6 separate regions of the Mus musculus genome follow, and regions 2, 3, 4, 5 and 6 are each linked to region 1. The links are chromatin contacts, called in public Hi-C, HiChIP or PLAC-seq and promoter capture Hi-C maps. All regions are on one chromosome and are shown on one strand. Each heading gives the region's core, a stretch centred on a gene start, on an enhancer-like site or on the middle of the called end of the contact. The rest is flanking DNA. Distances are from core to core; before and after follow the strand shown. Region 1 holds the start of Grik3 (glutamate receptor, ionotropic, kainate 3). Region 2 has its middle 23 kb from the start of Gm32908. Region 3 has its middle 35 kb from the start of Gm40249. Region 4 overlaps Gm40246 (a long non-coding RNA gene). Region 5 has its middle 56 kb from the start of Gm40249. Region 6 overlaps Gm32611 (a long non-coding RNA gene).

The links. Promoter capture Hi-C pulls out the DNA fragments that hold promoters and counts their contacts. Hi-C and Micro-C count contacts between places; a contact is called where the count stands out from the background. HiChIP or PLAC-seq counts read pairs in DNA pulled down with a chosen protein or histone mark.
Region 2: a contact with region 1 is called in a promoter capture Hi-C map of embryonic stem cells, with 4 times the contacts expected there. The contact joins the enhancer-like site here to the promoter of Grik3 in region 1. A contact is called at or near these places in 8 of 39 promoter capture datasets (the C10 cell line, cranial neural crest, embryonic stem cells and 5 more), 1 of 15 datasets of contacts at CTCF or cohesin (embryonic stem cells), 1 of 484 Hi-C or Micro-C datasets (embryonic stem cells), 10 of 115 datasets of contacts at active chromatin or transcription factors (SST interneurons, embryonic basal ganglia, embryonic forebrain and 6 more) and 1 of 9 other capture datasets (embryonic stem cells).
Region 3: a contact with region 1 is called in an H3K4me3 HiChIP or PLAC-seq map of embryonic forebrain, with 5 times the contacts expected there. The contact joins the enhancer-like site here to the promoter of Grik3 in region 1. A contact is called at or near these places in 6 of 39 promoter capture datasets (cranial neural crest, embryonic stem cells, frontonasal cranial neural crest and 3 more), 2 of 484 Hi-C or Micro-C datasets (both in embryonic stem cells) and 14 of 115 datasets of contacts at active chromatin or transcription factors (SST interneurons, astrocytes, craniofacial prominence and 9 more).
Region 4: a contact with region 1 is called in a Hi-C map of embryonic stem cells, with 2.2 times the contacts expected there. The contact joins the enhancer-like site here to the promoter of Grik3 in region 1. A contact is called at or near these places in 6 of 39 promoter capture datasets (HPC-7-derived erythroid cells, cranial neural crest, embryonic stem cells and 3 more), 12 of 484 Hi-C or Micro-C datasets (the N1E-115 cell line, cerebellar granule neurons, cerebellum and 3 more), 15 of 115 datasets of contacts at active chromatin or transcription factors (SST interneurons, bone marrow-derived macrophages, embryonic basal ganglia and 7 more) and 1 of 9 other capture datasets (embryonic stem cells).
Region 5: a promoter capture Hi-C map of hippocampal neurons shows a contact between it and region 1, with 5 times the contacts expected there. The contact joins the enhancer-like site here to the promoter of Grik3 in region 1. A contact is called at or near these places in 14 of 39 promoter capture datasets (the 3T3-L1 cell line, 3T3-L1-derived adipocytes, the HPC-7 cell line and 10 more), 8 of 115 datasets of contacts at active chromatin or transcription factors (astrocytes, craniofacial prominence, embryonic forebrain and 4 more) and 1 of 9 other capture datasets (embryonic stem cells).
Region 6: a contact with region 1 is called in an H3K4me3 HiChIP or PLAC-seq map of forebrain, with 5 times the contacts expected there. The contact joins the enhancer-like site here to the promoter of Grik3 in region 1. A contact is called at or near these places in 2 of 39 promoter capture datasets (hippocampal neurons and liver), 1 of 484 Hi-C or Micro-C datasets (embryonic stem cells), 9 of 115 datasets of contacts at active chromatin or transcription factors (craniofacial prominence, embryonic basal ganglia, embryonic forebrain and 6 more) and 1 of 9 other capture datasets (liver).

Annotation. Positions count from the first base shown.
Region 1 is chr4:125,488,388-125,492,384 of GRCm38.p6, forward strand. It overlaps Grik3 (glutamate receptor, ionotropic, kainate 3), which reads left to right and starts at 2,309. Exons shown (of 16, transcript NM_001081097.3): 1 at 2,309-2,558. The coding sequence starts at 2,444.
Region 2 is chr4:125,999,619-126,003,615 of GRCm38.p6, forward strand. No RefSeq gene overlaps it. Among named protein-coding and RNA genes, the nearest start is that of Gm32908, 23 kb to the right of the region's middle. Within about 2 kb of position 2,278, at least 13 of the 459 cell types and tissues checked have an H3K27ac peak or open chromatin away from gene starts, as enhancers often do. A contact at or near this core is called in embryonic stem cells, where this site is marked.
Region 3 is chr4:125,869,699-125,873,695 of GRCm38.p6, forward strand. No RefSeq gene overlaps it. Among named protein-coding and RNA genes, the nearest start is that of Gm40249, 35 kb to the left of the region's middle. Within about 2 kb of position 1,758, at least 1 of the 459 cell types and tissues checked has an H3K27ac peak or open chromatin away from gene starts, as enhancers often do.
Region 4 is chr4:125,134,334-125,138,330 of GRCm38.p6, forward strand. It overlaps Gm40246 (a long non-coding RNA gene), which reads right to left. Exons shown (of 3, transcript XR_868137.2): 3 at 3,048-3,552. Among named protein-coding and RNA genes, the nearest start is that of Zc3h12a, 8.5 kb to the left of the region's middle. Within about 2 kb of position 2,313, at least 8 of the 459 cell types and tissues checked have an H3K27ac peak or open chromatin away from gene starts, as enhancers often do. A contact at or near this core is called in embryonic stem cells, where this site is marked.
Region 5 is chr4:125,779,106-125,783,102 of GRCm38.p6, forward strand. No RefSeq gene overlaps it. Among named protein-coding and RNA genes, the nearest start is that of Gm40249, 56 kb to the right of the region's middle. Within about 2 kb of position 1,971, at least 32 of the 459 cell types and tissues checked have an H3K27ac peak or open chromatin away from gene starts, as enhancers often do. A contact at or near this core is called in forebrain and hippocampal neurons, where this site is marked.
Region 6 is chr4:125,192,248-125,196,244 of GRCm38.p6, forward strand. The region is part of intron 2 of Gm32611 (a long non-coding RNA gene); the gene reads left to right. Among named protein-coding and RNA genes, the nearest start is that of Gm40244, 24 kb to the right of the region's middle. Within about 2 kb of position 2,249, at least 21 of the 459 cell types and tissues checked have an H3K27ac peak or open chromatin away from gene starts, as enhancers often do. A contact at or near this core is called in embryonic basal ganglia, embryonic forebrain and forebrain, where this site is marked.

The DNA.
Region 1 (3,997 bases), core at 1,059-3,558:
CCACCCTTCAGGGCTCCTTCCTCCAGCTGGCCTCAGAAGTGTTCTTCCCTCTAGCCACACCTCTACCTTTCTGCTTCTTCCATTTCCTGCTAAGCCACATGTCCTCTGTACCCAGTCCACTCACATGCCACCTTTAGAGTTAGTCAGCCTTAGGCACTGGTAGCTGCTCTCTTCTCAGCTCTTTCCCTGTCACTGTCAGGGCATAGGATTATCTTCCTTCAAAAACACAGCCAGGTCCTTTCCCTTCCGGGAACCAATCGAACAAGCTGTGGAATCTGAGGGTCAGGCAATGCGCTGCCAGGGTGTGTCTCCGGTGAAGAGGCTCTCAACTATGTCCCATGGATCCTCTGCTCCCCTCTTCTGCATGCCTCCTTGCTAGGTCCTTGTGGGCCTATCCTGTAAGATCCCATGGAGAGGGGGCAACTGCGGATCCTGACGCTGCCGATCTGTGTGTCTTTGCTTCTTTGGGCAAATTCAGAGGCCCGATTGGGGAACTAGCCATTCTGGCTCCAGGGAAGGCCCAAGCATGGCCTATTCAGAGACCTCTGCATAACAGCTGATCACCTAGGATGTCCCGGAACTCGTACACACGCCTCTCTTTTATTGGGCAGAGCCCAGGAACCCTTTGCTCCCAAGGCCACTGGTGCAAGTTCAGATGGGAAGAAGTCCCTTCCTAATTGCTAATTGGCTACACTGCCTTATTCACAACTCCACACAATGCCTGGAAGCCCTGCGCCACATAGGGCGGGAAAGAAAAGACGGCAAAATTAACAGGCCTGTTTGGAGCGCAACGCATTATCTATTTGTAGGAAAATTAAAGATTTGCTCTTCAGATGTAGGGGGCCATGCTCTTACCAGGCAGCTGGCAAATGGGAGAGATTGGAAATGATTGAATAGATCAAATTATTTAAATGAGAAAAATAAATTCGCACACAGCCTAGCCGCTGCCCGGTGACAGATCCGTTTATTTATCTACTGTATCGGTACCGCTTTGTCTCTGTCAAAAAGGTCATTAAACTCGCCTAGCTGCGTAATTCGCAGCCTCCTGCTCCTGCCTCGCTTCACAGCCCTTCTCTTCCCTCAGCACCCAGCGCCACTTGAAAAAAAATTTATTATTGGTAATAAACAACATTTCTTTTTAACCCTTTCGGCTTCCCCCCCTGTGTATCCTACTCTGTCCCATGAACAATACAGTTTCTCTGTATTGTTTCTCAGGAGGAATCCGGGAGGGGGCTCCAGTTCCTCCCGCATAGTTGCGGAAGAGGACTGAGAACCCAGCGGGCTCCAACTCCAGCGGCCCTCGAAAACGAAGGCTTTTGCGAATTTTCTCAGTAGTCCTCCTACTGATGGTGCGTGGTCAAGTCCTACCTTCCACGCAGAGGGTCTGGCCTGGTGTCTCCCTCACGGTTAGTTTCTGAAGCTCCGCATTCCCTAGTTCAGCTCCTACGGTTCTCTGATTTCTACTCCCAACCCCACTCCCTAAACCTCCAAGCCCTGGGCCAGCCCTGCTTTCCCAAGGGCTAGAGATCAAGAGTGAAAAACAGCTCCAGGTCAGTCTCCTGCCGCCGCCGTCCAGCCAGCGTCGGCCGCGTGGGAGCTGAAAGGCGAGGCTCCGCAGACGGCAGGCTCCGGGTCTCGCGGCTCTCGGCGGGCGCGTCTCTTCCAGCTGGTCGGGCCGCTGGGTTGCCGCCGTCTCCCAGCTCCTGGTGCCAGCTCCGCCGCTTTACGCTTGGCTCCCCGGCTCAGTGCCTTGCCCTGGGGGCGGCAGGGCAGATGGGGACGCCTCAGCTGCGGAGGATAGTCTCCATCCTCCGGGTGTCCCCCCTCCCAAATCCTGTCCAGGGTCCCTTTCCCCGCCCCCTGCGCAGGTGTGAGCGCGCAAGTGTGCACCCGGGCGAGTGTGAGTGGGAAGCGTGTGTGCGCGGGGGAGTACGCGGAGGGAGCGCGGGCGGCGGGCGGCGCGGGAGGCGGGAGGCAGGGCGCGGGGGAGGGGGCTGGGAGGGAGTGTGTGCGCGCGTGCAACTCCACTCCGGGGCTTTGTGCGAGCCCGGGCGATAGCATCAGCGGCGGCTGGAGGAGGAGCGGCCGGAGACGCGTGCAAGCCCGCCCGGCAGCCGGGGCAGGTGGGAAGCCCGCGCGGGAGCCGAGCCGACGCGAGCCGGAGACGCCGCAGCCGAGTCCGAGCGGAGCCCGGGCGGAGCCCAGGAGCCTTCGCTCGCGGGCGGCCCGTGGGCGGCAGCCGAGGCGGGGCGGGCGCCGGCGGGGCGGCCCCCCAGTAAGATGTGCGCAGCGCCGCGGGGCGCCCCCCACTCGCAGAGGCGCTCCGGAGCCGGGCGGCTGGGCCAGGCGGCGCCTCGGGGGCTGCTGCGCGCCCGCGCCTAGAGCTGCCGCCCCAGGGAGCCCGCCACGGCCGCGCCCCGGGCACGCTCCGTGGCGCCCAACGATGACCGCTCCCTGGCGGCGCCTCCGGAGTCTGGTTTGGGAATACTGGGCCGGGTTCCTAGTGTGCGCCTTCTGGATCCCAGACTCGCGCGGGATGCCCCACGTCATCCGGATCGGTAAGGGCTCCCCTAGAGCCGGGGGTCTCTGCGCGCTCGGGTGGGGACGGGAATTGGGGGATAGTGGTGCTCTGAACGTGATCCGAAAGATTGTCCCAACCTCCCTCTAGGCTGCAGGGTTCGGGTGTCTGCTGGGAGCTCTTAGAGGGGGAGGACAAAGTTCCAAAGCCCGGGTCGCGGGGCCTTACGGGGAAGAGGCAACCGGGCCGCGGTGGCTAGGGAACCTGGATACGCTCCGGGGTAGGCGACGCGGTGGAGTGTGGCGAAGGTTCTAGCCCTAAGCCAGCGCCTCGGGGGAATTTCGCCGCGACTGCTGGCAAGGATGGCCGCAGACCTAGTTCTGGGACTGGCTTCTGCGCAGAGTGGGAGCCCTGGGGAAGGCGCCAACTTCTCTCCCCCCCACGGGCACCTCGCTGGAGCAAGGGGTACAGGGGATGGATTCGCCGGATTAGGATGGCGGATTTCCTTGCCCCTAGTTGGCCGAGGCTCGGGGCAGGAGAGGGTCAGTCCCCTGCTTGTCGCTAGAGCAGGTCCCCCAGGCCCAGGCCTCTTTCGATGAGGAGTAACCGAGACTGGGAAAAGGAAGCGCAGGAGGCAACCCTGCGCAGCCGGGGACGAGGGTTGCGAGTGGCTTTTAAAGTTAGCCGAAATCCCTCCGCAGCTGGCGGCGGCTGGCAGTCTGCGCGCGGCTTTTTGGGGCTCTGGCTTCTCGGCTTCTCTCACCGCTGCAGATTTCTTACTCTGGGCTTTAACTTTGTTGTGGCCGCCGGAGGCACCCTGCGTGGCAGCGCTCAGGGCTGGGCGGGAGCCCACGCGAGTCTTTAGCCCACTCACTTCTCGGGGCTGAGCTAAGCTGGGCTACCCAGGAGCCATCGTTACCGTGGGCGGCCCGCACCAGGCCGGAGACCTGGGCAGCTCGGGCTCGCGAGACACCAACATCTGGTGCGCAGCCTACCGAGCTCTACCGAGACAAGGCAACCTTCCTCCTCCTCCTCCAGGACTCTCTTCAAGGGGCTGCCTTTGCTTCTGCAAGAGCGGACTTTATGTGGCCGGCAGTGCGACGAGGATGCAGGAAACTCGGGCCAGGCTTGGTTTATGGGTACTTGAGGTTTCTCCTAGGAGGCAGTCCTCTCGTTCACTCTACCCGGAGCCACGTCCACTTGAACTCAGCTTCAGAACGGGAACAGAGAACGATCCTCAGATCTGCAGATGTTGAGGTCTTCCAGTGCCTACAGTCCGATTCCGGACCAGGATGGGCAGGCACAACACCCTGAGGCTCCTAGGGAAGGGAGGGGGGGGGATCTGGGGACAGACCTCACAGTCAAGTTTAACCCTTTGAAGTCCAGGTGTCTGGGCTGCCACGAATGTTTCCTGTCTATTACTGCCCCAGAACTGGCTTGGCCACCATTCTAGCTAATCGTTTAGTAGTGGGCCACCGC
Region 2 (3,997 bases), core at 1,028-3,527, 510 kb after region 1:
CAGACTGGCCTCGAACTCAGAAATCCGCCTGCCTCTGCCTCTGCCTCTGGGATTAAAGGCGTGCACCACCACTTCCCGGCTTGGTCTTTTCTTATTCTAGGGTCTACTACTGGCCTGCAGAGCAAGCTACCAGGAGCGAGTACTATCTCTTCCAAGTTCCCTCTGTGGGAAATTCTACCCAGAGGTCTGAGGATGTGGCACAAGAAATCCTGAGGTGAGAAAGAGTGGCATTATCAAGTGGACCACAGCCAGCAGGCACGTATGTACCTTGTAACCTCTCTCTGGCTTGAGCTGTGATAAGCTGTGACTAGCTCTTTAGAACTCTCCAGGGATAGCACACTGTATCATGGAATGCCAGGCTGAAATAAACCCTTCCTCCCAGAAGTTGCTTTTTGTTAAGTCGTTTAATCACAGCGACAGAAATGAAAATGAAACAACCCAGCTGCTGTTCCTCCCTGCTGGTCGGTAAGGACCAGGTAACCCACCTCCACCCCACAAATACCCTCCCACTAAAGAGGCCCATTCACCCTGGGGGCCATTGCAGAGGCCCTGAGACAAGCCCAGCAGATCAGTGGCCACGGCCTCATTCCTGAACCACTGCTTTTTTTTTTTTAGTTTTTTTTTTTCTTCAGTTTCCTGTGGCCCATGCTGACCTCCAATTTACTCACTGCGTAGCTGCGGACAGCCTTAAACTTCTGAGCTCGCTGCCTCTCGTCCTGGGAGCTGGGACTACAAGCTTCCAGCACCACACCCAGCATTCCGGGCTTCTTTTGACAAATAGGAATGCCCCAAAATAACAGCATATAAGTCTAAAACAGCGGTTCTCAACCTGTGGGTCTCTACCCGCACAGGGGTCACATATCAGATATCCTGACCACCAGATATTTACATTGTGATTCAGAACAGTAGAAAATGTACAGTTATGAAGTAGCAACAAAATAATTTTATGGTGGGGAGGTCACCCCAACCATGAGGAGCTTAATTAAAGAGTGAGTAATAACATTAGGAAGGTTGAGACCCACTGGTCTAAACTAACTATACCCCCAGGCTGCCTTCTGTAAATGAAACCACTGAGACTCTAACCACTGCGGTTCTGGTCCTATCTGAGTGGAACCCATATGTAAAGGTCCCGTTTCTTTAGTAATCAGCCTCCCCAGGGGACCCTCCCTCCAGCTGTTCTCTTCCACCTTATACTCATGACTCAGCCATTGGCAGGGTGGCTGTGTGTGGAGATTCAGAGGCCATCTTCTGGTGCCATCTGTGCACTGTCACCACACAGCCAGTCCAGTGTGTATGTGTGTGGCGGGGGGGGGGGGTGTTAAACACCAGCCTGCCCCTATTTAAGCCAAATCCTGTAGCCTGAAGGGCTCGGGCACACACCCTGCAACCTCTGGAGCATAGTTAAGAAGAAACCATGCTGTAGCTAGCTAGCTCTTCCACGATCTTTGTTCTGTCCTTGGCTATGTTGACTAAATAACAGGTTCCCAGCAATTGGGAGGCAGAGGCCGGGGATTTCTGAGGTTGAGGCCAGCCTGGTCTACAGAGCTAGTTCCAGGACTGCCCAGGTTACACAAAGAAACCCCCTGTCTTGAGTGGGGGGGGGGGAGCAAACAAAAAAAACTTGATGTGAAATTTTATGCGAGCCCTAAGAACTCACGAAAGTCCCACACTTTGTCCCGAGAGGCGTCTCAGGTTCCCCCCACCCCCCATCATCCATCTCACAGGGGGGGGTCTCTTCCCCTCGCCCTCTCTTTCTCACTTCTTTTTTAGATGTATTCGTACTCTTTTTACTTATATGTATGTGTCTGCCCGTGTGAATGCCACATGTGTGCAGGGCCCACAGAGGCCAGAAGAGGGCACTGGGTCCAATCTATTTACAGACAGTTGCAGAGCTTTTCTCCACGTTACAATGGAAAGCCTCTCCTTCCCTTTGAGACCCCAGTGTGTTTGCACCTCACACACTGCACCACTTTCTGTCTGATGCTCTTCCTCCGTGGAGAGGGTCGATCAAGGCCTCGAGGCCCATTCTACAATAAGCCTTTCCCGAGAGGGGATTGTGTGGCAGCCTCCTTCTCCCTGCCTGGTCACTACTTTTTTATCATCCTTTCTGTTATGGTATTTGACAGGGAGGGGCTAGATGCCTGTTAGCCTGGCCCTACCCAGGAGCTTGTAGACCTTGCCACACCTCACCTCAGCATCCCTGCCCCCACACCCACTGCCACCCCACCCCCACCCTCCAGGCAGAACCAACCCCACCCACAGCTATCCCATCTGTTTTTGCCTCCATCAGGTTCCCCTCTGGGCACAGAAGCCTGGAAGCACCACCAATGGCTTGGGCTAGGAGAGGGTGGGGACAGTTCCCCTGTCTCTCACTAGCACAGCTGGTGGCTGGCAGGGCAGTACCCAAGTGACTCATGTGACTTTATGAGAAGTGCATTGGGCTGTTGGCTTCATAAACCAGCCCAGGACTCTGTCTCATGGCATGCCAGGAAAAACAAACAACAAACCGCCCGCAACGATGACACCCCTATAAAATGTCACTCATAAAGTTGCACCGTTCTTTCAGAGGGGCTGGTGAAGACACACATCAGAGACATCACTCCTCCAACTTTCTGCCATCCAGACCAGACAAGATCATTAAAGGTGGACTGATACAGATCCTCCCTTATCCCCCCCAACTGAGGCCCAGAACCCCTGAGCGGGGACCAGGCGCTCTTGTCTACCTGTCCCTTCCAATGCTTGTCCCTTGACTCCCTCAGTGGTGCCTTTCATCATGAAGGAGATTTTTAGTTCGGAGATCCAACCTAACTGATTTCCTTGACGGTCCTTGAGTTCTCAACCTTGTTCAGAAAGGATGTCCCTGTTCCTAAGGACATCTTCCTTTTGGGAAGTGTCACTTGGAGTGCAGAGAAGGGGCTGGAACTCTGCCTGGAGTGTGGAGGCCACCAAGGCATGGGTCTGGCAGCCGCTCTCCCAGGATTTTCTGGAGGCTGCCGGAACCTCTCAGGGACTAGAGATGATGTTTTCTTTCTTCTTTTAGAGATGAAGTCTTACTCCTTAGCCCTGCCTGGCCTGGAACTCACTATGTAGATCAGGCTGGCCTTGAATTCATACAGAACAGCCTGCCTCTGCCTCCCAAATGCTGGGATTAATGACAAGTGACAATTGTTGTTTTTTTTCTGCAGCAAAATGGCTGGGTGCTTTTCTTTTCTGGACCTACAGTTTCCTCAGTAAGCTTAGGGTCTCTAATTCTCCTGTGTTACATGCCCAGCTCACACACCCCACCCCACCCCACATCACAAGACCCTCTTCACTCAGGTCCACTCTTACACATAACTCTTTTTTTCATCTGTCCATGTCCCTTCTGGGAACACACAGCCTCACCCAGTGCCCAGTGAGGACTCCTATTATTTTGTTCCCCACATGTCACCTGTTGAAATTGTCTGCTTCCTCAGTACCTGGGCCCCATCCACAGGGACACCCAGTGGCCTGCTTCACTTCTCCAAGCAAGCCTTGCATGGGCCCACTAGCCTGAGCAGCAGTCAGCTGGTCTCCTGGACCCTCATCTGTCCTTACTTAGGCTCTTTTTTTTTTAATTGGGTATTTATTTCATTTACATTTCCAAGGCTATCCCAAAAGTCCCCCACACGCTCCCCCACCCACTCCCCTACCCACACACTCCCACTTCTTGGCCCTGGCATTTCCCTGTACTGAGGCATATAAAGTTTGCACGACCAATGGGCCTCTCTTTCCACTGATGGCTGACTAGGCCATCTTCTAATATATATGCAGCTAGAGACACGAGCTCCGGGGAGTACTGGTTAGTTAATATTGTTGTTCCACCTATAGGGTTGCAGATCCCTTCACCTCCTTGGGTGCTTTCTCTAGCTCCTCCATTGGGGGCCCTGTGATCCATCCAATAGCTGACTGTGAGCATCCACTTCTGTACTTAGGCTCTTGAGAACTGGCAACAGTACAGAGCCATTACAAAGCACTG
Region 3 (3,997 bases), core at 508-3,007, 380 kb after region 1:
CCCAAAACCCTTACCTCCCCAGGGTGATAAGAATGTCTTTTGCATGCTAATAAGATTACTAGTGACTGAGGACCCCTAAATTGCTTCAGGAGAGGACCTAATGAGAGAGGCTGGAAAATGGCAGCCTGGCAGTCCACATTCCAGGGAAAGGGGAAGAGAGATATATCGGGCGATCACAGATGACTAACACCAGAATGGGAACTGTCTGCCATTGGCTGGCTGCCTCCATAAACTGTTGAATGAGGGGGAAGGGCTAGTGAGCAAGAGGTGCCTGGAGATGCTGAAGACAACAGCATCCAGAGAGGGTAGGAAAGCCTGGTATCACTTTCCCAACACTTTGCCCTGTGCATCTTATGGATTTGATTGCTATACTTGAACTGTAGTCTCCCTCTTTCCCCCTTCTCCCCTGCCTCCCTCCCTCCCTGCCCCCTCCCATGCCTGAGTGTACACACATGTGTGCATATGTGTGTGCACATATGTGTGCAGGCTTGTTGAGGTGAGAGAGGATGACATGCAGTGCTTTCTGTAACAGGTTTTTGCTACTTTATGGGTCCTGTTTCCTACCCTTTACCCCACAGTTCTACCCCTAATACTAGATAGAAGAGAAGCAAGGAGAAAGGGGAGAGCGAAGTTAGAAAAATCCCTGAATCTAATTTCTTTCTTCTTTTCTTTCTCCTTTGACCACAACTACTAACAAAGCACAACCAAGCTCCCTGAAGAACCAACTGACACCAAACCTGCCCAGCAGGGCACAGCTAGCATTGTATACCCTCAGAAAAGTTCCCAGAATTCCAAACATCACACAATCACAAAAACTATCCTTTCCCCAGCCCCTGAGTTGCATTCTCAACAGTGAGCTGGCTGCCATAAGTAAAATGTCCCTCAAAGCCATGCAAAGCCATTCAAGCACATTATGAAGCCTGCGGTAATGGGTAGGGGTGCCCTCAACCACAGCAGGCCTAAAACTTAAACCTGGTGTCGGAAATAGGTGCCAGGCCTGAGAACTGAATCCCTAAATGTGTAGGGTCTGATACTTACTCCGGGTTGATAATATCAGGGTTGATCTGGGTGGCTAAATACCCACTTGACGTCCAGAGAAGCAGAAAATCAGTCATGGTATCTGGAGATTCTATGTTCCTGGTTCCAGAGTGTCATGAACATAACCAGTTCAGTGGGCCATGGCAAACCTGTGGAGAGACCTCCCTTGCCAGGGGATGGCCACATGTGCTCAGTTAGAAAAGGGCAATTCACACATCAGGTGGAGATCAGGCAGCTCCCAGAAGGTTGTGTGAGTGGCTGAACACTCACCAAGGGCCTTAAGGCTGAGCAGAGGCAGTTAGCACAGGGCACAGGGTGAGGATAGCAGGATGGAGCCGGGACAGTTAGGAGGGACCCACATGAGCACAAAGAGGTCATAGTAGTGAGCAGGCTGCTAGCGACATGTGGGGAAGAAGGACTGCTCATTAGCCAGGAGGGGATGGAGAGGAAAGTTAGCCAGGCTTAGGATTGGCCAGGCAGGTCAGCATAAGCAGAGGCCGGTAAACCAGCGCTCTGGGGATGTCCAAGGGGCCTGAGAGATGTCAGAGTGGTGGGATGCAGCTGTCTCGGCCAAAGTCGATGTTTCTCCATGTCAGCTTTGTGGAATCTTGCTGGCGCAAAATGTGTTGCTGACTGCAAGCAGATTGGAGTGACAGGGCGCAGAATGCCTATGTGGAGAGGGCGGCGCAGCGGAAGGGTTGCATATTGGAGTGTCAGCCAGGGAACACAGCTCTGACAGGCCTTTGGCAGGTGGGATGTCAGCAAGCCGTGACCTCTATTCCCAAGACCTGGCCAAGCAGCACAGAAGTCAGCGGCCGAACCCCCATCTAGGGAGCGGTGGCCCACAGATGTGGGAGGGGGAGGGGGAGAGATGGAGTTTCTATGGCTGCTATAACAGTACTGATAGCGGAATGGCTTAGACAGCAGAAATGTATTTCCCTACAGTTTCTTGAGGCTGGAATTGCAAGGAACCCACAGGGCTCCTAGGGTCCTTCTCTTTGGCTGGTAGAGGACAGTCTTCTTCCTTCCTCCCTCTCCTGGATGTATACATCCCAGTCTCTTTCTCTCCCTCCCTCCTTCCCTACCTGCCTCCCTCCTCCCTGCCTTGCCTGCTTTCTCTCCTCCCTCCCTGGCTGCCTGGCTGCCTGGCTGCCTGCCTTCTTCCTTCTTCCCTCCATCCCTCCCTCCCTTCCTTGCTTCCTTCTCTGTTTTTTTTTTCCTTCTTGCCTTCCTGCCTTATTTCTTTCCCTACTTTTTCTGATTGAAACTAGCACCTCCTGCACATTAGGCAAACATTCTACTGACGAACCCTATTCCCAACCCTCTACACTTTCCATATGAAGCCGCCATCTTGGATTAGGGCCTATCCTAAGAACTGCTTTTCAGGTTGGGTAGCACGTGCCTTTAATCGCAGCACATATGAGGCAGAGGTAGGCAGATCTCCGTGAGTTCAATGCCAGTCTGGTTTACACAGGGCATTCCAAGACAGCCAGGACTACATAGCTAGACCCTGCTTCAAAAAGGCAAACAAACAAGAAGCAAATGTCACTTAATTATCAAAACGCTGTCTCCAAACCCTGTCGCATTCTGAGGAGCCAGTGGGGGCCACATCAGCCTATGGCTTTGGTCAGAGGGGATGCATTCAGCCCCATATAGGAGACAATTGAAGAAATAGGATGAAGGCACTCTTTGATGATGTGGTAGACAGACAGACAGACTATTATCAAGGACTCAATCATGAAAGATTTCTTGGGGTGGGAGGGCAAGATGGTAGGCAGAAATCGGTATGGTCCCATGGAAACGCCAAACACCCTGACAGTGCCCAGACCCTTGAAAACCGAGAAAAATCTAACTGTGAAGACAAGGAAATTCAAGAGAAGCTTGAGGAGGGCTGATAGGTTTCATGTTGGGTTTTGTGTGTTCTGAAGCAGTGCTTTGTGGTATGGCCCAAGCTGCCCTTGAGCTCAGGATTCCCCTGCCTCCATGTCTGGGGTGCTGGGATTGCAGGTGCCACCACCACACCCAAGTAGAAGCTCTGATCTTAGGGCTACCTTCCAGGAGGCTCCTAGGGGCCTGAATTCAAATCTCCCCTGACATGGTGTAAAGATAAGCGAAGGCTTCGTCTTCCCCGCTTTGAAGAACTTGGAAGAATTAAATTGTACAGTGAGAGGTGCTTCTAACCAGCCTGAATCGTGGCGCTGTGGTCTGTATCACCCTGGACACTGCCGTGAGCTCTCCAGCCTCAGCTTCCTGGTCTGTTCAGTAGAAATTGATGTCAAGCTGCCAGGGTCTTTGTGAGACTATGGGATGGCACTGTGGGGACACCCAGGAACAAACCTGGCTGGTGCTGGTGCACAGTAAGCGAAAGCAAAATGCCGAGGTCCATGGTGGTGAGGAACCTTCTCTCACCATGCACATGAGAGCTTCATTTCTCTCCATGAAACTCAGCACATCTCACACACTCTCATTTCGCTTCCTAGTGGGTGTGTCATCTCCCGGGTCTCCCAGACGGTGGCTGTAGAGGAACAAGGTTTTCATACACTGTGCTCACCAACACATAGAAAGATAGCGCAAGCATTTCAGAAATGCTTGTTAAAGCTGGACATGATTGTGAATGCCCACGGTCCCAGATACTTGGGGGGCTGAGGCAGGAGGAGCATCTGAGCTTGGGAGTTCAAAACAGACCTGGGCAACATGGAAAGATCTTATTCATAAAATAAATTAATAAACTTGTTATTGAAGTAAGCTGAGCTGAGGGACAGGTATCGTGGCACAAGGGTACAGAATACAGCCAGCTGCAGGAGGCCACGGGGTCCTGGGGTCTCCAGAAGAAGAGAGATACTGTTTTCTTCCCCTCCTCCCCCAGGGTACAAAAAAAGAAAAGGAGACTGTGTCCCCAACCCTGCCTGGCCTGCCTTGGGTCAGACCACACTGTTCTGAGGGGAATGCAGGGGGAGAC
Region 4 (3,997 bases), core at 1,063-3,562, 350 kb before region 1:
ATGCTGGGAACAGGGTGAGGCTGGCTTTCTCCACCCTATGCATCCCTGGCCCTATTTGTACAAAGTTGAGCATCAACTGCATACTGGGCCCGTGTCCCTGTGACTCTCCTTGGACCTCCCTACCCCGCCCTGCCTCACCCCACCCCACCCCACCCCAAAAGAGCAAGTTCTGGCTGGAGAGCAAGACTGAAGCCCTTAACATTGACAGCAGTGAACAGCCTTCATGGGGTGTGGGGGGGTGGGGTGGGGGAGAGGTTTGAACCTCCAAAAAGAGGTGGGCCTGAAGGCAAGTAAGAGGCTATCACCCAAAATCACTGCCCTGAAGGGCTCAGGGAGAATTGTGGGAGTCCTGAGTGCACGCAGCAGGGTTGGGCCCCAACTAGAGAGTGAATTCCCTAACTCCAGTAATGTATAGGAAGTTTCTAGAAGACATGTTTTCTGGTCGAGGTGCCCCAATGTGGAGAGATCTGGCTGCTTGGAAGATTTCCTTGCTGACTCGCCAGCCCAGCCGAGGCATCGCCCTCTCTCCTCTCTCTGCCTGTGGCTGCTGAGGACTGGCCAGAGCTTGCACACTGTGAACTGGTGTGGGAGAGGAGTGCCTGGAAGCACTCATGGTGCTTTGCAATGGCCACCTCTGCTGTCCTTCCTTCCTTCCTTCCTTCCTTCCTTCCTTCCTTCCTTCCTTCCCTTCTTCTTTTTCTTTTTTTTTTCTTTTTTCTTTTTTCTTTTTTTTTTTTTTTTTTGGTTTTTCGAGACAGGGTTTCTCTGTGTAGCCCTGGCTGTTCTGGAACTCTTTGTAGACCAGGCTGGCCTTGGCCTTGAACTCAGAAATCCCCCTGCCTCTGCCTCCCAAGTGCTGGGATTAAAGGTGTGCACCACCACCGCCTGACTTCTGCCCCTCCTTTCTGAGGCCAGCTCATAAGAGTTCCTGTCTGAAAAGGCTATGCATGTGCTGAGGACTCAATGCTGAAGGGCACTCAGGGATGCGGGGGTGGGGTGTGGGGTGGGAGTCCAGCTAAGCTGTCTGTGAGGAAAGCCACAGGATTGGAGGATGGAGTGGGGCTAGGAGGACAGGTCACAGGCTATATTTCATTGCCTTATAGGATCTGGGGGTGTCCTGTACTGACATCAGCTCCTTTGAGCCTCTATAGCACCCTTCGTCTCACCCCACCTAACAGAGGATTTCCTAGCCGTGGAACTTGGTCAGAAGTGGCCTAATCAAGGGGCGGGGTCTGCTCTGCAGAAACAAGTTAGAAAAATCTCATCCTGCAGTCTATAATCAGCGGTCCGGAAAAGATGCAGGCACAACTTAGATGAGCCAGCAATCATCAGTGTGACTCAATTCTGGGTCTTCTCCTCTTGATAACAAACTGGGAAACAAACTGTTTTCTGTTCATTACGAATGAGAAAAGCCAGCGATGCCTGGAATCTCTGGCTTCCTTGGAATTATCACAGGAGATGAAGCTGACAGTCCAAAAAAGCATGGGTCCTTTGGAACAGCTCCTAGATCAAGCTTTACCTGAAGCTATCCCTAGGTCTAGGGTTTTTGGGTGCTATTTTGCCAGTAAATACTGTTACCATTTAAAAATCCTTTCTAATAGTAATTACTTAATAATTAGAAAGTGTATAATAATTTTTTTTTTTGGTTTTTTGAGACAGGGTTTCTCCGAAAGTGTATAATAATTATCTAAATAGAGCTTAAGACAAAATCTTACAGACTATGGGGTCTGTGTTTGGAAATAGCACAACGGGATGTAGTGAAAGGGGGCAAAGTGCTGGTTTAGTTCATCCGTGGCTGTTTGGTACAAGGTCAAACTAGAAAAGTCATGAGAATTACTCAAGGTTTTACAGCTGCTAGTAAGCCCTCCTTCTTTTCTGATTATTATTATTGTTGTTTGTTTGTTTTTTGAGACAGGCTGTCATGTACTCCAGGCTAGCCACAAGATCATTATGTAGCTCAAGATGAATTTGAACTTCTGACCCTCTTGCTCCCACCCACTGGGACTACATGTCTAAGGTCTTTTCTCATGGTACTGGGGATTGAATCCAGGGCTTTGTGTGCTGCGCAAGCAGTCTACCAATTCACTGGTACCCCAGGCTGCACCCACTAATTATTGCTATTCATTGAACTTCTCCACATCTGCAGGGAAACCATCACTACACATTTCCCATCCTTTGTGTTTTTCCTATAGGAGGAGGACGCCATTTCCTTTTCTTTTTCAAAATGGGAAGCGGAAGCCCAGAGAGGCCAAAGGTTGACCGAAAGTCACACAGCACGGTGGTTGTAGAGCTGCTCCTGGTCCCAAATGCCCTGTATGTATTTTGCCCTGCCCCCTCCCCCACTTTGCGCCGGCTGCTTCTGGTCCATTCAGGTGGTGCTCAGGGCCTGCTGCGGCCTTCCTTCCCTGCCGCTGAGTAATTAAAGAGTCGCAGAGGTCACAGAAGGGATTGTGTGACTGTGGCACGGGAAGGGCCCTTGCTCACTTAGAGCGGGTGTCACCCTACCTGAGGTTTCTAAACACACAGCAAGGGTGAAAACTCAAAACCAAATTTGTAAGGGATGTGCGGAGTTTCTGTCGAAGCTTACCTGACACAGGCTTTGCACTTTAATTTACCTCTTCCTGGAGCACCCTGCTCAAATTCATGAGTCCCGTGGATAACACGTGCAGTGTTCTCACAATAGGTCCAAGCCTTTCTCTTCCTGTAGAAACAGGATGGCTTCCCTATGGAAACCAGAGATTGTTGGCCCTGCCCAGCAAGAGAGTATCAAGTCAGGCTGCCTTTGGTTGGGGTTGTGTTAGAATGTTTCTTTTTCTTTTCTTTTTTCTTTTTTTAAGTGAATGGCACGAATGTTACCTTTCTCTACTCTTTCTCACTTTTAAAAAAGATTTAGCCTAGCGTGGTGGCGCACGCCTTTAATCCCAGCACTTGGGAGGCAGAGGCAAGCGGATTTCTGAGTTCGAGGCCAGCCTGGTCTACAGAGTGAGTTCCAGGACAGCCAGGGCTACACAGAGAAACCCTGTCTCGAAAAACCAAACAATAAATAAGTAAGATTTATTTTATTTATGAGTACACTGTAGCTGTCTTCAGACACACCAGAAGAGGGCATCCAATCCCATTACAGATGGTACAGTTGCTGGGTATTGAACTCAGGACCTCTGAAAGAGCAGTCAGTGCTCTTACCCTTTGCGCCATCTCTCCAGCCACGAATGTTTCATTTTACAAATTGCTGCTGGGAGGCAGGCATGGTGGCACATGGTTTTAGTCCTAGCAGATGCGGGTGGTCTCTGGGTTCGAGGTCAGTCTGGTCTATACACTGAGTTCCACACCAGGTCCACACCTTGAGATCCCATCCTAGAACTAAGAATTCATTAAATTGCTGCTTGGGCTGTTGGCTCAAGTTTCACAAAAAGTCCTTAAATGAATCCTGGTTTGAGATTAAGACATGATGTCCTGGAGTTTCTGAAATGGCCTGAGATGCATGTCTGCCATCTTGCACAATGCTTTTATGTGAAGTGCTGTCCTCAGCAAGATGATTATAAAAGGAAAACTCTGAAAAATAGTGAAGCAGCCCCTTAGCCCGCCATGTCAGATTGTCAGATGTTTAGCCAAGATGCGCACCTCTTCATGTGAAAGTCAGCAAGCCCATCCATTAGGGTAATGCAGAATCGCTTTCATCTTCAGTCAGTGATAAAATTGTATCAATTGTTTCAAAATAAACTTAAAGTCTCTCTCTCTCTCTCTCTCTCTCTCTCTCTCTCTCTCTCTCTCTTTCATGAACACCTGTGGAGGTCAGACTATACCATGTGGAAGTCATTTTTCCTTCCACAATGTTGGTCCTAGGGATGGGAATCAGGTGTTTAGGCTTGGTAGCCAGAAACTCTGCCCACTGAACCCTCCCGCCAGCTCCAAGATTTGTATTGTTTTGTGTTTAGTAAGTGAAATTTGCTGCTTGATAGACTTTAAATGAATTTTATGAGGAAAACAGGGCTGATAG
Region 5 (3,997 bases), core at 721-3,220, 290 kb after region 1:
TTCCCTTGCTGGTTGCTTCATCTTCTCTGCCACAAAAGTAGGGACACCACATCTCTGACTGTTTGGATGTGGCTTCCCTTGTTGGTTGGTCTGTCCTTCCAAGGCTCCTTCCAGCTCTACTCTGTCCAGCTGAGCTTCTCACCCTCTGGGGTCTCCCTCCAGTGGGCATAGGGGCACCTTCATCCTCTCTGTCCTTCTTGAATCTTTCCTTCCCATAATGTGCCGCTGGGATGACCACCCAGGACTGAAGCGGAGCCCCAGCTATAGTCCCTGTTTGCCCAGTGTGGGCAGAGCTCTGCTTCCCATTGAGCCCAGTTTCCCCATCAGTCAAAAAAGACCGAGCTAACATGCCTCCAACCCATCACATCCTGGGCCAAAAGAGAGCAATGCCTTTCCAGAAGCCAGCCAGGTTAGAAGATCATATTGTTTCCCTGGTCAACCACAGCCTCTTGGCCTTTATTCTAACTCTCTTTCCCATCGGCTGTCCCCAGGTAACCTCCTCACCTAGACTAATGGTGACCATATACACATTTAACAAAGACAAAGATGGGCCACGACGTGACTGCAGTACAGAGGAGCAGGGTTGCAAGGTGGGGCCGGGAGACAGAGGTTCTTCATCCATATGTGCTATCTTACTGTTTGGCCCACTGAAAGAGCCCCAAGGCCCTGCTACCCTTCTGCCACCTGCAACCAGTGCCCCACATTAAAGATTTCCCCTTGCCTAGTCGGATCCTAACTGACACAACCATCTGACACTCCAATCCCTCTTAGAAAAGAGAGTGTCTTTGTATAGGGAAATACCTTGATAAGGCCCTGGGAGGGAGATAACATCCCTAGGGCTTGATTTGATCAGAGACAAGGAAGCGGGAGACTGCTAAACTGTTCTGCTGGGGGCAAGAGGAAACAGAAGGCGGCGAATAGAGAGAGCAGAGGGGGAAATAAGAAAACAAAGCCCTGGGAAGAGGCGTGGAGGGCGGACAGGGATATCTGAGGGGCTCTGGGGAATGGGCTTTTGCATGTGGCTTTCCGCGATATATAAATCCCATCCTTTGAAAATACAGCTACCCGCAGAGATTTTGTATGCCCAGCCAAGCTTTGTTTTAGGGGTGAGGCCATTTGTGTGTGTGTGTGTGTGAAGTGTAAAGAAAAGAATTGAAGTCCACATCTGGGCTGACTGGGGGTGGGGGTCAAGCCCACAGGGGGTAAGAAGATGTGCAAATGGAGTTAACTCAATGCAAACAGAAGCTGGGCTCCAAATGACAAAGATACAAAAATGACCATGATTGACATTCTGCCCCAGCAGGAAGCAGCTCATTCAACTCAGACACCAGCCCTACCACTGGGGACTATAGTAGCCCACCTGCTGTGAGCATGGACAAGAGAGGCAGAACCGTTCTGTGGCAGAGCTGAGACTTGAACCCAGGCCCTTCGACTCCAGTCTGTGCCTAATCCTGACAGGTGCAAGCCCTCCCAGGAACCAGTGGGAACCTTCGGGAAATTTTTCTATGTCCCTTGACCTGCTCCTTCAGGGAAAGGAGAGGCCTGGCTATTTCTGGGTTCATCTATTTTTCCATCAGTCTCTGACTAGCTCTGAGTTCCCCGGGGAAGGGATCTTGTTTTATTCTTCTGTGACCCCCAGATCTACCCACAGAGTCTGCATAAAGTATGAAGCAGCCCTGAGTTCGAGTTTATGGAGTGAAAAGGCAGAGGAGAGGGCAGAAGGGCAAGACCCACCAGGAAACCAAAAATGTTTTCTGGGGCAGGCAGGGGCTGAAAGGAGATGAGGAGACATTTGTTGACTCTGTCACCTCCCTTGTCCTTCCCCCGGTGCTAATCCTAGTGCCTCTGCCACCTCCCAGGCAGGCGTGAAGCTGTGGATCTTTCCTAATTGAGAAGGCAAACATCTTCTGTCTAGTCAAGGCTGCAACATCAAGGCGGGTTTGTGCAGGCGGAGTGCGTGAGCTGGCAGCTCACCACACGCTCCCTATCCCTGGCTGCTTTTCTTACTGCTGTCGCAGCGTTTAACTCTCCCTGTGTTTCGGAATGTAAATGCCACCTTCTTTGAAGGTTCCCCAAAAGAGAATGCTGCTGTCTCAACAGAGGTGGCTTTTGTGGGAGGTACAGGGGGGACGAGGGGTCTCTACTGTGGAGAAGCATTCATCCCCCTCCCCCCACTCCTCTCTCCCGGGTCTGTTCCCACATTCTTGATTTCATTTTCATGTGATAGAAATTGAGATGTACAACCCTTGTCTCAGCTAACACAGGCGCCAGTCAACTGGAAAGCTCTTTGTTCTCTGGAGTGGGAGGGCCACAGTGGGGAGACAGGCTCTTGGGAAGTGTCTCTGGGGGACTCTAGGGACATGAGTCTCTTCTTGATCATCCTGACTCTCCAGCCCATGCACACTCACATGTACACATGATACCCACACAGCACACACTCACTGTCACACACTAGCATATACATGTAATGTGTCTGTTTCCCCACTGATGAAAAAAAACTAGATGTCCAGATGTGCTCAGGTTCGGCTACTTCTGGTGGATGGATGGAACAGAGGGTGGTCTCCCTGGAGCAGAGCACTCCCTGAGGTATGACTGAGATCTGACAACTAGGTTAGAACTGGGACAACACTATAAGCTGTGTCAGGGCTCTAGATGGTGGCATCCTGGCCCAGAGCCCTCATATTCATATGCAGAAAGGCTAGTGCTATAGCTGGTAGAGCACCTGACTGCCCCACCAAGAGAATAAAAAGCCATATATGCCAGTGTCATCATAGCACTTGGGAGACTAAGGAAGTAAAATTGTGAGTTCAAGGCCAGCCTGGGTAGGATAGTGAGCCTTTGTCTCAAAAAACACAAGCAGAGAAGCAAGACAAATTCAAGAGATGCAGGTGAGTCTCACAGACTAGATGGAGAGACAGGAGAGTTGACGGGATTAAGGAGGGGTCTTAGTTCTTTGTCTTTGGAGACTGTTAAAGGGAGGCATCCTCTGACTCAGAACATACCATAGGGGAGATGATAAACCTGAAGGGCGTGGTAAGTTTGAAAGGCATCCTGGGAGAGATGCCCAGTGGACAGCAGAGCAGGTGGGTATTCAGGAGAGAGGCCTAAGCTGGGGAGAGTCAAGGGCAGCACAGGTAGAAATTGTGATCACTTTATGGACAGAAAGAAAAAGCAGCAATGCTGAAGAGACTTGTCTAAAGAAAAGCGTTGGAAGAGCTGGCAGCACAGTGGGTAGAGATGCAGGAGACTGGGCTGCCTTCAAACCCAAAAGCTGGGCAGAGGGCATGGTAGGTAGAGACTCAGGGGACTGAGCAGTCTTTGAAGCCAAAGGCTGGGCAGAGGGCATGGTGGGTAGAGATGCAGGAAACCGGGCTGCCTTCAAACCCAAAGGCTGGGGCAGACAGATGGCTCAGCAGTTATGAGCCCTGGCTGCTCTTCCAGAGGACCTTGGTTCAATTCCCAGCATCCACATGGTGCAACTCCAGTTCCAGGGGATCCAATGGTCTCTGATAACACGTGGACCCCAGGCCTATGTGTGGTGTATGGATACACATGAAGGTAAAATACCTATAGCTGTAAAACTTTAAAATGAAATAAAGTAATGGAACGCAATTAATATTTTAAGAAAAGAAATCAAAGGCAAAGATTTGTCCAAAGATCCCCAGTCCAAGGACAACTAGAGGTCAGCATGAGAGAATGCAAGGGCCATCAGGAATGTTTCTTAGGATCCAGGAAGGTCCAGAAAGAGCAGGTCAACTACCTAGGTGCAGAGACAAGGTCCTGTGGACTGTGAGTAAAAATGGTTGAAATTTGGCTTCGAGACAAAGGCACTGCTTCCTTCATGTCATTTTGCCATGAAAATATCCATGGGAGTTTTCTTGCCTATAGGGACGACGGTGGGAAGAGAAAGGGGGGGGGGATCTATGAGAGGATGGTCCTCATGAAGAAGGTGGCAGGGGTGGAAGGTGGGACCTGGAGAGGGTGATCAACTGAAAAA
Region 6 (3,997 bases), core at 999-3,498, 300 kb before region 1:
TCCCCATGTTTTCTGTGCAGTTCAAGAAATACTGAGGAAAGCCCTTTGTTAGGGACAGACACACCACTCACAGGTGGAACAGACACACACACACAGTTCACACAACAGACAGAGCACACACACACAATTACACAGACAGAGATAGGCAGATACCACTCACATTCACACAGAAATATGCCAGACAGACAGACAGACAGATACGTGGGCAAACACCACTCACACAGATAGACACAGCACCAACAGACAGATAGACAATATAGATTATACAACAGACAGAACACACACACACACAGTCACACACACACACAGTCACACAGAGATAGACAGATGCCACTCACATACACACATACACATCTACTAGGCAGACAGACACATCACACACACACACACAGTCACACAGACAGGGATAGATGCCACTTACATACACACAGACACATCTACCAGGCAGACAGACACATTACACACACACACACACACACACACACACACACACACACACGATAGGCAGACATAGCTCCTACAACAGATAGACACACACACAAACTCAGGGAGAAGGAGATTCACAGAACTGCCTCCAGGCAGGCACAGGTTCAGACCCGGGAAACAGGACAAGAAGATGGAAGTCACAGGGATCATGACATAGAGAATTCAAACCTGGACTCACTTTAATTTCTCTCCTTAAATGGGACACCTATGAATTATTGTTGACTTGGAATAAATTGCTAATGCTCATAGACTGTGTAGGCGAGGATAGATCAGAAACAGGGTTGGCCTCCTAGGCACAGCAAGTGTTAAGATGAGCCAGGTCTCTGTGAGACCCTGTGTCAAAAAACAAAACAAAACAAAAAGACAAAAAACAAACAAACAAAAAAACCCTCAAACCACCACCACCAACAACAAAAAACCCCAAACCAACCACCACCACCAAAACCCACAACAGCATCAACTAAGAGTTATTTAAAGATTTATTTGTGTGTGTGTGTGTGTGTGTGTGTGTGTGTGTGTGTGTGTTTACCTATAGAGGCCAGAAGCAATGTATCCCCTAGAGCTGGAGTTGCAGGTAGCTGTGAACTACCTGACATGGTGCTGGGAACTGAACCTGGGTCCTCCGCCAGAGTAACACACTCTTAACTGAGCCACACTGAGCCACCTCTCCAGTCCCTGAAGAATTAATTCTAACAACAAGTTTTAAGGTGGGTACTATTCTACTTCTTATTTTATAGGTGTCCAAAAAGAATGAGACACAAAGAGACTGAGTGGTTTGCACAAGGTCAAACAGTTGGTGGACACCCACTTCTGGACCTGCTCGCCTAAGTGGAGCTCTGGAGTTTATATTCTTAAACCTCACGTGCTGCACACATGAATGAACCTGACCTGAGAGCCTTACTAGCTACGTGGAGGGAGACTGTGTATCCACTACAGGGCAGGGGATGTAGCTCAACTTGCAGAGTGCCTGCCTAGCATGCACAAAGCCCGACGTGACATCTTCAGCATGGAGCAGACTGGATGGGGCGCATGTCTGTAATCCCAGCACTTGGGAGGTGGAGGTGATTGGGTCAGGAGTTCAAGGTTGTCCTACAGTTTTAAGACCAGCCTGGGAGCGAGACCTTGTCTCGAAAACCAAAACCAAAACCAAAACCCAAACCAACTTGATTACATATATACATAAATATATACATATATACATACTGCTTGCAAATATATACATCCCTGAATATGTATGTGTATAAAATGTGTCTTAGTTTGCTGTAAGGGTTGTCTCGGTAATACACAAATACCCTGGAACGGAGATTAACTAGAAGAGAGAACACTCAGACCACAAAGTTATAGTAGTCAGTTCTTATGGGGGTAGCCCATTTTCCAGGTGAATATAGTGAGGCTTTGAGAGGTTAAACAGGGAGCCGGAAAGGACTGGACAAGCTACTTGGATTCAGAGGAATGACGTTGGTTAGCTGTCACCTTGATCCTTGCTCTGAGCCTCACTGTGCTGACTTTGTTCGGGAAATATTCTTCCTGTCTCTCACAGGGCTGAGGGTGTGGTGAAGCAGCTCTTCATGGGCCTGACCTGGCTCTTTGTGCGGAAGCACTGAGAGGAAACTGCCTTTGTCTATGACTCTCTTCTTGCCAGCCTTTGGAGTCTGGTGTGTGCACAGGTGTAGCATAGGCACCCATGTGTGTGTGCCCGTGCGTGTGTGCCTGTGCATGTGTGTGTGTGTGTGTGCGCGCGCGCACGTGGGTGTGCTTGTGTGTGTGGTGTGCGCATGCTCATTCTCCTGCTCACTCATGTGTGATGGTGCGTCTGCCTCCTTCTCCTCCCTCAGTCTCCTGCTCACACAGATCAACTTGACCTTTCATTAGGTCACTTCATAATTGATGGAAATGTCCCAGGCACCTTCTCTTAACGCCAGGGCGATTATGACAATTATGATGATTATCAAGGAGAGAGAGAGAGAGAGAGAGAGAGAGAGAGAGAGAGAGAAGAGAGAAGAGAGAAGAGGGGAAGGGGCTGGGGACTGGGGGGTGGTGTTGTTCGGGAATTGCAGGAGAGCCAGGCAGTGCCGTCATTAAGAGACATTGTGTAAGATTGTTCCCCCTTCAAAAGGCAGCTGTGAAAGGAGAGAGTGTCTTTTTTTTCTTTTTTTTTTAAAAGGCCCATTATGCAGGCAGCACGGGGTGTATAGTGCTGGCGGGAGGACCGTGGGGTGTAATTAGGGCAGTGACAGCTAGAATTACCCAGTTGTCTCCACTACGGTGCCACCTCTCTTGGGTAGGAGTCGGAGTCGGAGCAGGAACAGGTAATGGCTAGGAAGCCCTGGACCCTTGCCAGGAAGGCAGGGCCCTTTGGTGAGCCAGGGTGACCTAGGATTGAGCAGAAGGGACAGGGGAGCGGTGGGGTACCACAGCTATTCATCTCCAGACCAGGGAGGTGGCCTCTGATTTTTAGAAATCTTTTATGACGGCTCACCGCCCCTTCCAGGCTTTTCCAGCATTCTCACCCCAACAGGGAGCTGGCAAAGGAAAGCCAATTGTGTGGAAAGAGGAGGCGGATAAATCATTTCCCAGCCTCCCAGCTCAGGGGCCCTGGCTCATCAGCAGGAGGGACAGCCTCAGCTTCTTGCTGGTCTGTCCTGTCCCTGTCCCTGTCCCTGCCCTGGTCTCTGCCCCTGGCGGGCCAGGCTGTGGCTTATCCACAGTGCCAGCTTCTGCCTCTCTGGTCCACTCAACACTGCAGAATGTTGGACAGGCAGATAGAAATGATTGCTACTCCAGTCCTTTCTAGTCTATGATAGAATGACTAGTGACTCAGTTTCCCCTGTTTGCTTCTGACTCAGAGCTTCCCTCTGGACCAACCTCAGCCTCTCCTTGAATGCCCTCCCCTTCTCCCAAGTTGTCTGGGATAAAACCCCGCCATTTAGTGTCAGTTTGAACTTGGAGCCGACGTCTTTGTCCCTCGGTTGGGTTTTTCCCACCTGGAGCGAGAGGATCCTAACTGTCCTAGTGCAAACAGACTGCTCTGAGAATTACACAGGACACTGCACACATGTCTTTTTTCCTTCACTTTTGAAGAGTGCTCTCTCTATGTGCCCTGGGAAGGATGCAGACTGGTGATCCACCTGCCTCAGCTTTAGGAGTGTTGGATCCATGTGCCCACCTCAAAGGTAAATTTTCCTTGAGGTCAGTCCCTATGAATCTTCTGCAAAGATGACCCTTTCTTGCAGAGAACTGGAATCAGGACGCTTCTCCCGGGATCCCGACTTGGCCTCCTAGGGCCGCCTGCTTGAGCTTTCTTCACTGTGTATGTACCCAGTGCCTGCAGCATGCCAGCTGTTACATGGGGCACAGCCATGCCTGCAGAGCATTGCACAGGGAATTCTTGGCCCCTTGAGCCTGGCTTGTTCAGAGCCTTGCCTCATCCTCAGGCTAGATGCTCTGTTAGAGAATGCACAGTAGAGAAGGGTTACCTCCCATCCCCCAGGGCATGATCTTCTTTAAGAAC